Linked DNA regions of Arachis hypogaea: region 1 is linked to region 2. Evidence: chromatin contacts called from public Hi-C data. All regions are on one chromosome and are shown on one strand. The core of a region is the stretch at or near the end of the contact, and the rest is flanking DNA. Distances in the headings are between cores, read along the strand shown. Region 1 holds the start of LOC112790509. Region 2 holds the start of LOC112790506 (GCN5-related N-acetyltransferase 6, chloroplastic).

Region 1 (2,854 bases), core at 258-2,757, 220 kb after region 2:
ATATTAGACTATAATTATGTTTTAGTATGTTTATTTATATTTTATTATACAACGATTTTTTTATTGAACTACAGTTGAATCAGTGAACTAATAGCTAGAGCAGTTCGATGATCGGTTCAGTTTTTAGAACCGTAAAAATTTTTTAACTATGACATAAAAAAATTTTTAACCAAAAATTTTTAAGATTTTAGACTTGACACAACAATTTCTTGACAATAGCTTTTTTTGCTGCTTCTTATTCTTTTTTTTGATTTTTTGTTGTTCTTATTTATTCTTTTTGTTATGCAATTTTTTTCTCTTATTTTTGCTTGTTATTTTTTAAGATAATAATAATAATAAAAAAAACAAAGAAGAAGAGAAAAGAGAGAGAGAAAAAGATATAGAAGGAGAAGGAAGAAGAGGATGACACATGACATGTACGTGAAATTTAGTTATATACGTTTTCATTTTATTATTTTAATTTGGTTAAGTAAAAAGCTTAGATCGGTAGCTTTTTTGTTTTATCTCTATTAATTAAATGTAGCCTAGTTATTAAAATTGGACCGAATTGGCCGGTTTGACCGAAAAATCGGTAAACCAGACTTAATACAAGTCTAGTCCAAGGTTAAGACCGCTTAAGATAGAAAACCGACACAAATCGGTCAAATCCAGACCAAACCGCTTGGGTTGCAGTTGAAGGGAAACCTACGACGCGTCGATGCACCAGCGTTCCACCGTGCTCCATATCTTGCCAAGTGTCAAAGCTTGTGAATTTTGGAAAATTTTTTAAAATGGCCAACATGGGTTTTAAACGCTTTCACTCTAGTTCACTCTAGAATGCAACAAGGATGATTGTACCACCCAGCTACAGTGCTTCTTACTAATCTATGTACAAATTAAATATATATAGCAATCTTTTATTTTATTTATATTCGATTTATTTTAATTATAAAGTCACTTATTTTTAAATTAATTATATTTTATTTAACTATAAATATTATTAAATATATACAAATTAAAAAGATAAATAAAAAAATTTATTAATCACAATTTTTTTTTCTTGATTATATGATATCTATTAATATCATTTTTTAATAAATTATATAATAATAGGTAAAGACTCACATGCAGTTGTTTTCATATGAAGTTAATAGTTGAAAATCGTTAGATGATATTTAGTCAAACTTGTCAAATCATCTAACGAACGATTCTTAAATATCATTTTCACATGAAAACAACTGTACGTGAGTTTTTACTTATAATAACATAATAATAAAATAAATATAAACTAATTAATAAAGTATTAAAATTTGAAAATGATAATTATTTTTATAAAACCAAAATAAAATTATTTATAATAAAAAATAAATAAATTTTATATAATCATTTAATTATATCGAGTTAATCGGTTCGATTAGCAATCTTCTGGTTAAACTAATAACTCAGTGATCCAATAACCTAACCGATTCGATTTTCGGTTCGATTCTTATAACTATGAAATGTAGATAGCTTTTCTTGGTATTGTGTTGGTCTTAGGGTTTTTTCTGGATGGGGTGTTGGTACAGAAGAGTCTAACTCCAAAAATAAATCGGCTATGTAGGCCCAATATCTTCTTCAAAATTCATATAAATTCCATCCGACTTCAGGCCCAACACTCTCCTTTGGTTAATTTCAGTTCACTGTGTCTCAGCTAAGTGCAAAGCATTCTGGAGTGAATAGTGCAGCACTGCAGCCATAAACAGGAAAAGTGGAAAACAGCGAGAGCAGAGGACCATGGTAACAATTGCTGCAGCCAACGCCACCAAGAGAATAGAGACCTACGAGGAGTTCGCAAAAGTACACGCCATACTCCTCGCTGCTTCGGGCTTGCCCGAGTCCCTCCACCGCCGCCTCTTCCAGAAGCTCTCCGCCGAGTGCTTCGACGGCGGTAACTACTTCCAGATCGAGCCATGCGAGGAAGGCCGCCAGAGGCTCCTCGTCCTCACCGCGGAATCCATGGCAAAGCACTCCGACGTCTTCCTCGTCGACCATGCTTGGACCTTCAGACTCACCGATGCTTACAAGCAGGTACTTCGAAATCTCTCTCTCTCTCTCTCTAGGGTTTCTTTCTCTCTCTGTAAACTTTATAATTTATGCTTGGAGCATGTTTCGGTAACACATGAAAAAAAACACAGGTGTTTTAAGCTTTTAGCAATGAAATGCTTATGATGATTGGTAAGCTGTTGAAACTATATTATAATCAAATGTTAATAATTTTAGACTAGAAAAAATAGCCTTATTGACATTGTAACTGTTATTTCTTGATTTTAGTTTATTTTGCTTTTTATTTTAATTTAACTTTTTTGTTCTGTTTTGTGTGTAGCTGCATGAGGTTCCGGGATTGGCGGAGAGGATGGGGGCGTTGATGTGTGTGGATATTAATTTGAATGCAGAGGGAGAAGATGATGGAGCTTTGAGTGATACACGTGGCAGTGTTACAGAGGTTCTGGAGAGTGAGGTTCGAGAAGCAAAAGAGAAAAGTGATGGTAAGTTGAGGTGGTTGGAGCTCGAGGGGCTTGATATAAATGATGAGATGCTCTTGTCTCTCGAATTACCAACTGGATTTCCGGTGCGTATTTTTAATCATTCTTGCCATGTGTTTAGTTTTCATGGAATGATTGTGTGATGAAGACGTAGTAGATAGTGATGCTTGCTAAGCAACTTAGGAATGTTATATTGGTTATGTTTGTTTCTGAATTCTGGAATAGAGAAGAACTCAATTTGGGGGGAACAAATGAAGCATACTGCAAATGTTACGAATTGAAATAAGCACTGTATGCACAACTTGGTCCTCTAATCTACATGCGTTCTCTCAAATACTTATGAATATCTTAAT
Region 2 (2,700 bases), core at 17-2,516:
GTGTTTTTGTAGTAAAATTTCGGTGTCAAAACTAAAAAATTTATGTGTTATTGTTAAGAAATTTCGGTGTTATTGTTATGATAAATTTTATATAATTCAAAACTCTTCCTCTTCCTCCTCCTCATTTTCTATTGCTTCTTTTCTTTTATCTTTTTTTTTCTTATTTTATTTTCTCATAATTCTTCTTGTTTCACTTTGGTAAAAAGAATAGAACAAAAAAAAGAGAAGAAAAAAATTAAAATAAATAAATAACGTAATATCATATGAGGAATAGGAGGAAAAGAAAAAGAAAAATAAAATACAGCAACAACAACACCAATAGAAAAAGGAGGAGAAAGCACACGAAGAAACACGAAGAAGAAGAACGGTGTGATTTCACACGCATGTTGTGTGAGTGGGTTTTGTTGGGTTTGGACCAACTTGGCTTGACTTGGTTGTCAAAAAGACTTAGATGTATATAGTAAGACTCTTTTTTAATATTTTCTGTGGAGCAAGAGGCTCTAATTGAGGGATTGAAAAATAATCCAAATCTGTGGGCATTCGCTAGGATTACCGCGATGGAGAAAAAAATGGAGACCTGCTAAGTCCTCATGGAAATGGGGATCCGTCCCCACAAATAAATGAGAACGAGAGAAGGAGTTGAAGTACCCGTTAAATTTTCACTAGAGTGAAATTTCTTAAATACCCTTTATATATAATTATACATGATGTAAGTATATGTTTATTTTTTTTCAAATTTATTTAAAAACAAATTAATAATGTGCATAATATCTAAATTTGCACCAACTAATTATTTAAATTTATATCATTACAAGAAAGGAGTATTATCATTAAACTATAATCGTCGACCAAGATTTATTAAGTTAAAAAATTTTTTATTTTAGTTTAGTTTGTATGTTGGAGATTTAGTTGAATAATTAGATTTACTAATATTGAATGTATTTGAATTGGATTTAATTTATTATATTTCAATTAAATTATATAAAATTTTATCATAAATAATTTTTTTAAATTTAATATCTACAAATACTCACGAATATTTGCTTCTGCCTGAACAAAATAAATAAAAACCCATAAAAAAAAAATGAGCAGAAATAAAAGGCAATTTTCTATTGACACCGAAAACGAAAGGAGTCCATGGATATTCCTTGTCATTCCTATTTAAAACAGTTAGATTGTTAAAAGAGGAATGGAGGTCCATTTAACCCACGTGTCATTGATTCATTGGAGCAGCTATGATTATAACTCAATGATAGTGAATTAGATTTGGAGAACACCTTCCGAATAACACCAAATCCTGAACCTCTCAACTAATGGCCAAGAATCACGACAGATATTGCCATCATCACCAAATTTTCTTCACAAAAACAGCGGGTAATTTTCTCCCTCTTCCACAACATATTTGCATGGTGGAACAATATATAAAAAAAAGCGGGGTTAGTTGCTTCACAGCAAGTATATCCAAATTCAATAACTGAGCGCTGAGGCTACCAAAACATAAATAATTGCCATAATTTTCTTCTCAATTTCCATTATTTTTCATTCAACAAACCGTTGAATCACCAGTGAACAAAAGGAAAGAATGCCTCCCATGGCAACAATTCCAACACACAGACCTGAGTTGCATGCTTTGTTCTTCAATCGGTCCATTAGCTGTTTCAAATGCCCAAAAATTGTTGCCTCATGGTCCATGTAACTTTCAAATATTGTTTTTCTTTCATCGTATATCTTCTTTTTTTTTCGAACCATTTTATTTTGTTGGGTTTTTATTTATTTATTTATTTTGGGATATTGAACACGAATAGGGCACATACGAAATCTTCCCCAATATTGGAAAACACTAATGATAATAAGACGACGACTAATTTGAAGAAGAAAGAAGAACTTTGTGTGCAGCATTTAAGGCCACCGATTCCAAAAACCGAAAATTTAGGGTCCAAGAATCTTCGATTTGAACGGTTGCAGCCATCTGATCAAGAAGTGGCTCAAGGAAATAGGTTTGAATTCGGGGAATTTGTTGCGCGTGAAGCTGTGCTTGATGAAGAATATTGGGTATGTCATTTATTGAATATTGATTTTTTTTTTTTTTTAAAGAAAGGAACATTGATTTCTATGTATTTATGTGTTTATTTTAAATGTTGTGGTAGACAGCGGCATGGCTGAGATCAGAATGTCAATGGGAGAATAGAATGTATGAAAGGTATGATACATATACATCAGAAATTTGGTTTTTGAGAATTCTATAATATAAATATAAACCATATTAAGATAGGTACGAGTAAACGTTGGCACCAATAAATTTTAAATGGGACACTTTGGTCTTTGTTAAGACTCATTCCTCGCTTTCAATCAAATTTTTAATATGTTTATTGGACGTATAAGCCCCTAACAAATTTTATTATAAGACCATTAGGTCTCAAAATGATGAAGGGACCAAAATGATTCTCTAGGACTTCTAGAGATTAAAATTTTATTCAGGAGCAAAGTGTTCAATCTGAAATTCTTTGAAAACCAATTTAGTTTATAGTCAATAGGAATTGTTGGGCATTGTTTTAACTACTAGTAGTTTTTGATCGAGACATCTGAAGGGATCAGCCGAAGGGTGGTCCATTAAGTTTGCATTGATCCACAGTATATGAAAATCTGGGTACCACCATGCCACTGATTCTCGTTGTGTTTTATCCAGATATATTGATAACT

The links. A called contact is a pair of places that touch in the nucleus more often than the background predicts.
Region 1: a contact with region 2 is called in a Hi-C map of leaf, with 3 times the contacts expected there. The contact joins the promoter of LOC112790509 here to the promoter of LOC112790506 in region 2. A contact is called at or near these places in 2 of 8 Hi-C or Micro-C datasets (both in leaf).

What each region holds. Positions count from the first base shown.
Region 1 is chr3:47,326,996-47,329,849 of arahy.Tifrunner.gnm2.J5K5, forward strand. LOC112790509 reads left to right here and starts at 1,508. Exons shown (of 15, transcript XM_025832948.3): 1 at 1,508-2,046; 2 at 2,342-2,587. The coding sequence starts at 1,753.
Region 2 is chr3:47,109,868-47,112,567 of arahy.Tifrunner.gnm2.J5K5, forward strand. LOC112790506 (GCN5-related N-acetyltransferase 6, chloroplastic) reads left to right here and starts at 1,267. Exons shown (of 9, transcript XM_025832944.2): 1 at 1,267-1,692; 2 at 1,806-2,052; 3 at 2,148-2,200; 4 at 2,687-2,700. The coding sequence starts at 1,583.